Linked DNA regions of Gossypium hirsutum: region 1 is linked to region 2. The links are chromatin contacts, called in public Hi-C maps. All regions are on one chromosome and are shown on one strand. The core of a region is the stretch at or near the end of the contact, and the rest is flanking DNA. Distances in the headings are between cores, read along the strand shown. Region 1 holds the start of LOC107948120 (UDP-glycosyltransferase 73D1). Region 2 holds the start of LOC107948130 (nicotinate N-methyltransferase 1).

Region 1 (5,428 bases), core at 556-3,055, 140 kb after region 2:
CAATAATAATAATAGTAGTAGTAGTAGTAGTAGTATAGTAGATAAGAAAGAATGATTTGAAGATCACTTGAACTTACATAGAAAAGAAGATTACTTCAACAATAATGAAGGTATTAAAATAGAAATTGTTTAGAGGTTACTCGCAATTATACATTCAAAGGCCTTCCGAGAGAAAAGAAAAGAGGAAATCCAACCTTTTGTAATGGTTTACGAACGTTTAAATTAAACCTGCAGATGGAGGGTGTTACTGAGACTTAGTGATTTCCTCCAATATGTCTCTCACTAAGAGTGACATGTTGCAGTAAGATGATCCACCGTTTTCCAGAGACTTCCTTGCAATTTCAGCAAGCTTTCGTGCTCGAACTCTTCTGTTTTCGCCTTCTTCACCGCCATCCATCAACATATCTATGGCTTTCTCAACTTGATGTTTCTTCACCAACACCCCCAGTTTCTCTTCTTCACCCCATCTAACGGAGACTTCAACCCCAACCCCAACTCCGATCTTCAGAATTTGGACGATGAGTTTTTCGTTAAAGAATTGTTCCGAGAATTGAGGCCATGTTATCATTGGAACCCCGGAGCATACAGATTCTATGGTTGAATTCCAACCACTGTGAGTTATGAACCCTCCTATTGCAGGGTGGGATAAGATAAGAACTTGTGGAGCCCAACCCTTGATCAAAAGCCCCCTCCCTTTGATCCTCTCCTCATATTTCTGCTCTGAAAACCACTTCTCTAGCTCCTCAGCTCTTTCATCGCTTGTTTTGACTACCCAAATGAATGGTTGTTGTGATGCTTCTAGACCTAACCCCAGTTCTATTAGTTGTGCTGGAACTAGACGGCATAGGCTACCCAGGCAAGCGTAAATAACTGACCTTGGTTCCTTCGAGTCGAGCCATTTCATGCATTTTTGTTCCTTGATCGATGCTTTGTTTCCTCTTTCAAATTTGTCCAAGTTCATCTTGTTGCATAAAGAAACCGGTCCAATGGTCCAAACCTTTTTCTTTATAGCCTTCTGGTACTGTTCCACGCACCCTTGCTCTAGTTCATTGAAGCTGTTTATGACAACACCGAAAGCACTCATTTCGGCCTCTTGCATCTTGTTCCGAACATCGTCCAGGTCTGGCAGACTAACAAATGCTCCAGGAAGTTGAGCCCTTGTTATCTCCACCGTTTGTGGCAATCCCGGCACCACGAACGGTTCCGTATCCGAAGCAACCGAAAGATGAGCCTTGTGAAGCTTCACATTGTGAGAGCACAGCAATGAAAAACAGCCCATCCCATGGAAAACAATCCTGGGAACGTTAAACCTTTCAGCAGTTTTGGAAGTCCAGGAAAGACACTTATCTGATATTATGCAGCTGGGAAGCGGCTTTTGTTGCTCCAGGAATCGTTCCAATGGTTCTTGCAACATTCCGAGTGCATTGTAGAACCTTTTCAATAGATCCCTGGAAGACAAAGTGTCAAGGTTCTCGCATCCCACAGGGAGTCCGACTTCCCGGCATGGAAATGGGATTTTCACTACTTGGATCTGAAGCCCTGATTGGGTAGCTCGTTGGATGACCGAGTCGAACCTGGACGCATTGTGGGGCGTAGTGACTAAGCTTACCATCACCCTTCGTTCTGCAAGAAGCTTGGCCAAGTCAATCATAGGAATCATATGACCTTGCGCCATGAGCGGGATCAACACGAAGTGTAGTTGCTCGGCCATTGAGACGAACAATTCCAACTTTGGCCAGTCGAGTTGGTCACCTAAATTTTGTTCTTAATATCACGTCTATACGTTTTTTTGAAGGTTTCTTACCAATTGCAGGTCTTATAAGGTGAGCTTGACTTTGAATAAGTCCAAATATATATTAGTTAAAAGGGAATGTTAAATAATTAGTATGTATAATATCGTTTACTTCATTTTTTCTATCAATATCTATCTAACTAATATATATATAATTGACTTGACTTGGATTTTGTGTTTGATTAAGTCATCTCATGCCCTATGTTTGGTGTTGAATTAGTCAACTTGTCGGCCTTGTGGCTTTACCCCGGCAACCACGCTAATCATAGCTCTGATGATAGATTGGTTGGTCTTTAAGCTTCTATTTCCTCGTTTTATATCAGATTTGATGTTGATAACATTTTTTGTCGCTTTCTTCAATCAATTACATCAAGAAGCTTTCGCGTTATTTCCTTCTTCTTCATAAATATTTTTTTCCTAAGATTGTCCTATGCTGAAATTAATCCCAAAATTCTTACTGTTAACTAATTATATTAGATTTTAATTTACATTATGATGATCCAACAATATTTTTTTAGAGTAAATGAATAATTAATGTTTTTTTTAAATTGGACTGGTAGTCGAATCGGTTAAGTCATTGATTCATCAGTCAAGCAATTGATTCAATCGTCAAGTCAACTATTTTTAATCGATTCAATCAGTTCATACCGATTTTCGATTTAATTGGTTCAAAATCACTTTCTAAACTAATCCGACTGACCGATCTAATTCAGTTCAAACAACATTGCGAATAATATAATACAACAAGAAATATCAAATTAACTATTATTATTTTTAACTCTAAAATTAATCTATTTTTTGTATAAAATTTTACAACCCTGGACTCTTTTAGAACTAAATCCTAATTTAACCCTTTTTATAAAATCATAAATTTTAAAATTTTAAATTCAAATACAACCAGAAATCATAAATACAATTGAATAAAAAAACGTACTATTATTATTTGTTATTTTTGTTTATTTTTTACATTAATTAAAAATAATATTATCGAGGGAAATTGATCCCGAGCTAAAAAATTAATGCATAATATTAATTAATTTTTTTAAAAAATGAAGTCACACAATTTGTTATTAAAAATACCTAAAAGAGACTTTTTAAATATAATTGAAGTATCTTCCAAGAAATTTGATTCTACTACTTAATGTATTGGAATGGGAAAGTGAATGTGCTCCTTACTTGTCTTTCTTCATGTCGACGGAGTCTTCAAAGTTGTTAAATCTGACTTTTTGGAGCAACCAAACTCTCTTTTGTTGTCAATTGCAGTTAAACATTTCTGTTGATGATGTCCCTTTGCACGGGATATATTAAAATCAATTTACACCTAAGTGCTCACGCCATAAGGTATATATTTTATATTTGTGTCAAATAACTTTTTTTAATTTTAATTTTTATTTAATATCTCAATTTTTTACATTTAATTTATATGACAAAAAGAATGTAGTTAATTATCCAAAACTTATCTAAAAATATATTTAAATCCAATAAGTCAAAGGTTCCACATGTTGAAAGTCGTAAAAAAAAACGAAAATAAGAGTTTATATAATAAGGTAATAATTAGCATTCATGTACCCAAAATAATATTTGATGTATTTTAATGTATAAGTTTATAAACGGATAACAAATTAAAGATAGTAATTTATTAAAAGAATTTTAAAAATAAATATGTAAATTTTTATTTTTAATAAAATAATATTAAGGTTGTTTGAATTGGTTAGATAGGAAATCAATTGGAGTACCAATTTAGAGAAATGCATTGACATGGTAATCCAAAAATTGTTAGAGATTGATTGAACTAGGTTCAAAATCTATTGGGTCAAATATTTAATATTTTATAATTTTTTAATGATTTACTTAATCAAACCGAATAAATTAATCAAACCGACAAATCAATAACGCTTCTGAAAATCTCGAATTATATCATCAAATTTATTAATTATTAAATTAATATACTTTCAATTTATTTGCATTGATTCCCATTTAATTATTAAACCAATTTAATATCTTTACATATTTTTAATAATTTGATTATTACTTTAGTTTTGAATAATTAATTATATTTATTTTATAATATAAAATAATTTAATATCATATAAATTAATATTATGACTTAAACTTTTTTAAGTTGTATCTTTAACCGATTATGGCTTATTTTATATTTTTTTAATCAAATTTATTTATATTATAGTTTTATCTTTAATCGATTATGAATTAAACTTTATATTATTTATATAAAAAATTCAGTCCAAAGTTCAACCCTATAAAAATTATTATTTATATTTATATTATATGATAATCAATTAATTCAAGGATTAATTTTACTATTAAAATAAATATTTTTTTATAATTAATTAATTTTAAAGTTAAAATTCTAAAATTTTAAAATAAAAAATTAATTGGATTTCAAATAAATGATTATAAAATATACAAGGTAAATCAAAAGCTATAAATTCAAAATTTTGATGAATTCCTTTGGATACAAGATTAAAAATATACAAAATAAACTAAAGTAATAAATTTAAAATTTTGATGAATTCACCTCGTTTGATGAAACTAATAATAAGAAAAAATGTATGGTTATTACAGTAACGAGCATTGCATAAAATATAACAATAAATAATGTTTCAAATGGAAAGATATAGGTTTCAAACACGTTATATTCTACATTTTAGATATTGAAATTATGAGTAATTTAAAAGTCTTAAAAAAGAATAATAGTGTCTTTACTCTTCCGAACACCAACCAATTAATTACTTTTTGTTTAAGAATATATAAAATCATAAATTCAACTCTTCGTATTTATATTTTTATCAGGCTAAATTACTGATATATGCTAAAAAAAACTTTATTTGGCCTTTTAGGGTTTTTTTTTAATTTAGAGAAATAGATCATTTTTAGAGAGGGAAAGCCTCTCCTAGGTTAGGGTTTTTTAATTTTGTCAGGTTTAGGGTTTTTGTTGAGGTTAGGGTTTTTAAGGGTTTAAGGTTAAGGTTTAAGGGTGAAATCACGAAGGTTTATAGGTAGATTTGAGGGGTTGGGGATGTGATAATGCGCTTCAGAACACATACATTTCATATGTCATGGCGGGATAGGACCATTACTTCAAAAATTCATCCTAGGGAAGTTAAGTTTTGGGGTGACATTGCTTGATACGGTCACTGGTCGAAGTCTAGATAGAGGTCCCAATCGACACTCATGATGCGGTCATGGGTTCGGGTATAACTGAGGGCTGGTTGACGGTCGTTATACGGTCATGAGTTCAAGCTTTTTGGATACCCGCAAATGATGCCTTATATATATCATACATAAGATTGAGGCCATAATCATAGGAAAAAAATGGAGGGATTTCCGATGTAATCGACGTAATTCTCTATTTTCAAGCAACCGATATCTTTAACCTTTCATTCTTATCCGAAGGCTGACATTAAGGTGGACACAATAGGGCTCTCAGGCGAAGAGCGAATGTTCCGACACAATAGAGGTCAAACTTAGGTCGACACGACAGTGGTTTTACTTATTAATGAGTTGCTTAATAACGAAAACTATTATCACCCACAATAGCTGTTCCCCACCTGAGAGTTCTCCTACATCCATAGCGGTGTCGGCCTTCGGATAAGAAGGAAGGTTAAAGATACCGGT
Region 2 (5,867 bases), core at 2,651-5,150:
TTTGTAGCAAGTAAGGTGCATCCCTCGGATGGTCTTCCGATCTGCCACATGTCCTCATTCATGGAAGAGATATAACAATACTAAAATATTATATTTATATTATATACAGCACCAATACCCTCTTCCCCTCATTATTATTCTACAGTTACATTCATGTCATTTTTTTGGAAGGTTTTCGATATTCAATGAGTGGGTTCAATACCTATTAGTATCGATCAGACATAAATCTTATATATGGCCATGGAACTTCACTGTTTGAAACTATGCATGAACAGCAAGAAGTCAAACTTAAAATGCCTAATGTTGAGGCTCCTGAAGGAGCATTCCCTCATATGTTGTCTCTTTTCAAACGTACACATTGAACGTAGTATTTTCTTCTCATGTTTTCAAAATCTGAAACTTTTTCTCATGATATTTCATCATGTTGCATCCAATAAAAAAAATTCAAGAAAACAATTAAGAAACTAAAATAAGGCCAGCCAAAGAGGTTCTTATCATTATTAATTATTAATAAAATACTTTTACTGAGTCTGTCAGGCAGTAATTCCGAGATCTGTTCTACTTTTGAAACTCTAAGACAGTGTAGAAGTAATCAATATAGAAAGCTCGAAAATGAGGGAAACCAGCAGAGAGACCAAGCTGTTTGAATTCATCTTGTGTCCTATGCTTACCCTTGGCCCTGTAAATCGTCATCACAAAAATGTCACCTTCCAGGAGTGCCCGAGTCCTATGACTATCATCTGATTCCTTGGGCAACACTGGCTCGCATGCTATCAATTTCCCTCCCACAGGAAGTGCCTTGTAGCAGTTCTCCATTATCGCCTTACATTCATCATCTGTCCATGTTGTCAACACCCACTGCATCACCCATTGTCAAATTTGGTCAAATTAATGCCTTTGACACTATTCATGGAATGACATTAATTCATAAATATTTATTATACTGAATAAGCATTACAACCCAAGATTTGAATCCTGGACTTGGTGCCCACATGCTTATAACTCCCTAAATCTTACCACTGACCTTGGCATATATTCAAATATCTTATTTTTGAGTAATTTTAAATATTAAAAAAATATATATGTAGTATGAATTCATTTTACAAGATAATCCTAAAGTCACCGTAAGCTTGGATTGGATCACCCAATGCCCTAGAATTAATGTCAATGTGAATGCTCTGTATATAGTAGGAATTCATTTTAAAGAGGGCTTTAAAGCTACCCTAGAATTAATGGACCACCCAATGCCCTGCCAACAGTGACATAAGTAATGTCAATGTGTCAATAAATAAGCAGATGATGAACAAAACGACAACTCAGAGGCCCCAAACTGAAACCAAACTCCAATTCAAAATTTTATTTTAATGAAAAATGTGGTTCCAAGTTCCGAGATGACCCAATTGGTTGGAAATCTTGCCGGTGCTACCGCAACGCAAAGATTAAATGACAAATTTCTCACTATAAAATTAAAACTTGTCATTGTTTTCTACAAATTAAAATTCGTCATTGAATGATTCTTAATATTTGTCTTGGGCTAAAGTAAAATTATCACTATCTTTCAATTCAATATTTGAATTGGCACTTTATGTTTGTTTTATTTGAATTTTGATATCCAATTTTAATTTTGAATAATTTGAAGATAAAAAAATTAGTATTTATTATAATATTTAACAATAACAAAATAACTAATTAAAAATTTATTTTATAACAACTAAACTTAATTTTTAGATATTTTGTTTTTTTAAGTTTTTCAAGTCTTTCTTTCATGAAATAAAAACTTTATGTTCATTTATTATGTTTTAATATTCTTATAAATTATTTGTTGTTAAAAGAAGATATTCAAAATAACCTCTCTCTGTTTTTTAAAAAAAAATTATCCTCAAATTGTGCTAAATCTGAATAGTAAATTTTAATTTAAAAAACAAAGTGGGTGGCAGAATTGAAACAAATTTCTACAATGGGAAATTTGTCCATAATTTCAAAGTAAAATATCAAATTTAACTATTCTTAACCCAAGAATAAATGTACTAAATTCACAAAATTTGGCAGATTGAAAATATAACGAAGTTAAATTTTTTGTTACATTAACTACAAAAGCAAAAGTTCCATATCCATACAATGAGTTTAATTAAAAAGTAGTTAATTATGAATAATCCTTTTATTTACTGTAAATAAAGTAAAAAATACCTTATGAATAATTTTATATATTGTTGGAACAAAGTATGACATAAATTTATCATTTATTTAATATTTATGTTAATGTCACATCAATTAATATGGTTCACATGTCAAAAAGATAATTTATCCTAAAACTATTACTTTCTTTATAATTTGTGTGAATATACTATTTTAAAAAATATGATTCGTAATTATAAAAATCAAAGAAAAAGATTAGGTGAAATATGTAAATTATTAAAGAAATATGAAATTCACCTTCATGAAGATTGCATCAGCTACTGGAATCGACTCAAACATGTCACCCCCAACGTGAGTCACGCCTACAATCAATCAACACTTTAACAACCACGCACCCTTCAATTAATAAAAACAATACCCAACCATTTCTTTTAATTATTTTAATAAAAAATAGATTAATATCATATCTTAAACAAATTTCAAATTATTTTAATAACAGTTTTTAAAAATTAAATTAAATTTTATTTTTTATATTTTCATTTTTTGATATCTTGGTTTTAAATTACCGAGTAATTATCTCTTTAAATGATAGCGAAGGAGTAAAGGCGGTGAAAGTAAAATTGATTAGTGAACAAGAAAGCTGAAAAATCTGACCCGGAATACTAGGTGCTTTGGCAACGACCTCAGGCAAATCAAAGTTGATTCCCTCAACATGGGGATATTTCTGCAAAATCATTCGGAGGCAATCCCCCGCGCTGCCTCCCACATCAACTAATCTCTTCACGCCTTTCAACCCATCATAGCCGTCCAATATTGCTCTCATGAATGGCACTGAAACTCCCGACATCGCCTTTTGCATCAGCCCGTTCATTTCTGGTTTCTTCCCATAGTAACTATAAGCTCCCTCCCCATTCGCCTTCACGAATGGCTCCGATGTCGGATTCAGCACTGCTTCGTGCACCAATGGCCACGCTCTCATCAAAGCATCCTAATACATTTATTCCACTCAATTACCTTTCTTATTTCATGTAAAAACCCATAGCTCTACTCTTCTACACATGACGGTTTCGCTATAAATCAATCAAATGAAGGAGAGATCTGGGGAGAATCTGTGGTTGAAAGTGAAAAAGTGGGATAGGCCTACCTGGTGGTGCTGGAGGACATATGGTGCATAGGATAGACCCTCAGCGTCTGTTACGAGTGTTTTTCCGATGTCAGTTAGGGAGTATTTTCTCTCCGGGGAGTGGGAGTCATCACCGCTGCAATTAAGGTGTTCATCGAAAACGCCGTAGCTGGTGAGCATACGGAGGATACGCTGGAGGTTTTCAGGGTCTCCGCCGCCGTAAGGGAGTACCCGTGAGAGAATCTGGACGGCGGAGAGAGGGGTGTTGGCGCCTCCTTGCCAGATAGCATCGGGTACGTTGAGGCGGACGATAGCGTTGAGAGACATGGGGACGCTTATCATGTTGGCCAGCTCCATAATGGCTAGCCTAGCTTTGTTACTGCTCTCCGCTGTCTTGACGTCACCCATTATAGGGGCTTCAATATCTGATCTTCAATCTCTCGCTGCGCTGGTTCGATGAGTTTGAGTTGAGGTTTCGGTGGGTAGGAGATTTGAGATTTGAGATTTGAGATTTGATTGCTGTGGTGGGGGTACTTATGTAATTCTTGTTATCTCATTTCGGGAGAAAAATTAATAATATCGCAACTTTTTCAATTTTCTTTTGTTTCTAAAATTGGTAATTTCTTTGAATTTTTTCTATTTAAGTTAGTGGCTTTTAGCTGGTAATTGTCTTTATATTGGAGTTTAACTTTTCTTTTCTTTTTTTTTCATTTAAGTTATTCTTTGATATTTTCATAAAAACTATAAGGTTCATGTTATAGAAAATTAATAAAATAATAAATAAAAGTGGATGAAAAATATGAAAAAAAAATTCATTGTCTTATTTTCATTTATAAGGTTTTATTTATAAGCTCATTTACATTCAATTAATAAATGTATTACATTTAATAAACTAAATTTTCTTAATTACTCCATTTAATGATCTGATTATAAATGAAGTAAAGAGTTTTATCTCATTACTTTAATATGCTTAAGGGGGTTATAGACATCCATTTAATTTATAACACTCCTCTTGGATGTCTTTTAAATAAGAATGTGCCTCATTAAAACCTTTATTAGGAAAAACTTGTGGGATAAAAACCTAATGAAGGAAAAAGAGTACACAATCTCCTATTACAAGTTACCTCGTTAAAAACCTTTACCAGGAAAGCCCAGTGGGACAAAATCTTGGTTAAAGGAAAAGAGTACAATGTGTTTTAGACTCCCCCTAATGGCAACATCACATTATATCTTTAAGTCGACGCATTCCAATCTTGTTTCATAATCTTTCAAATGTTGAAGTTGGCAATGCCTTGGCAAAAAGATCTGTTAAATTATCAGTAGAACGAATTTGTTGAACTTCTATGTCACATTTCTTCTCAAGATCATGAGTGAAGAATAATTTTGGTGAAATATGTTTCAAACCACCCTTTAATTGAGCTATACATGCTGTATTATCTTCGTATAAGATAGTTGGCATATTTTCCTGTAAATGCAAATTACATATCTTCTGGATATGTTGGGTTAATAACCTTATCCAAACACACTCTCGGCTTGCCTCACGCGTTGCAATTATTTTAGCATGATTTGAAGAGGCAGCAACTAATGTTTGCTTTGTCGAACGCCATGATATAGCCGTACCTCTACATGTAAACAAATATCCCGTTTGAGATCGACCTTTATGGGGATCCGTGAAATATCCAGCATCAGCATAACCAATTAATAGGGATTTTGAATCATTTGAATAAAATAACCCAATATCAATGGTCCCTCTGAGATATCTAAATACATGTTTAATTCCCCATTCCAATGTCTATGTGTTGGAGAAGAACTAAATCTTGCTAACAAGTTTACAACAAAAGCTATATTAGGTCTTGTGTTGTTTTGCAAGATACATCAATGCTTCTATGGCACTTAAATATGGTACTTCAAGACCAAGAAACTCTTCATCATTCTCGCAAGGACGAAATTGATCTTTATTCACATCTAATGATCGTACAATCACTGGGGTACTCAATGGATGTGCTTTATCCATATAAAATTTCTTTAAGATCTTTTTCGTATAAGTTGACTGATAGACATGAATTTTATCTTTTAAATGTTCGATCTGCAGGCCGAGACAAAACTTTGTTTTTCCAAGATCTTTCATCTCAAATTCTTTCTTTAAATAATTTACTGCATTTTGAACCTCTTTAGGAGTTCCAATAATATTTAGATGATCAACATAAATAGCAATTATAAAAAAGTTTGATTCAAACCTTTCTATAAAAACACATGGGTAGATTAGATCATTTTTATAGCCTTCCTTTAACAAATATTCACTAAGACGATTGTACCAAATACGTCCAGATTGTTTTAATCCATATAAACTTTTCTTTAATCTGATTGAGCAATTTTCCTGGGAAACTCTATATCCTTCAGGGATTTTAAATCCTTCTGAGATTTTCATATAAATTTCATTATCAAATGTACCAATACAAATAGGCTGTAACAACATCCATTAGACGCATGTCAAGTTTTTCACGTACTGCTAGACTAATACGGTATCTAAACGTGATTGCATCCACCACAGGAGAATATGTCTCTTCATAATCAATGCCAGACCTTTGTAAAAATCCTTGTGCTATAA

The links. A called contact is a pair of places that touch in the nucleus more often than the background predicts.
Region 1: a Hi-C map of leaf shows a contact between it and region 2, with 2.1 times the contacts expected there. The contact joins the promoter of LOC107948120 here to the promoter of LOC107948130 in region 2. A contact is called at or near these places in 2 of 34 Hi-C or Micro-C datasets (both in leaf).

What each region holds. Positions count from the first base shown.
Region 1 is chrA04:63,917,851-63,923,278 of Gossypium_hirsutum_v2.1, forward strand. LOC107948120 (UDP-glycosyltransferase 73D1) reads right to left here and starts at 1,806. Exons shown (of 1, transcript XM_016882589.2): 1 at 39-1,806. The coding sequence starts at 1,711. The coding sequence ends at 245.
Region 2 is chrA04:63,778,711-63,784,577 of Gossypium_hirsutum_v2.1, forward strand. It overlaps LOC107948130 (nicotinate N-methyltransferase 1), which reads right to left and starts at 3,901. Exons shown (of 4, transcript XM_016882597.2): 1 at 3,281-3,901; 2 at 2,791-3,124; 3 at 2,434-2,498; 4 at 471-858. The coding sequence starts at 3,667. The coding sequence ends at 559.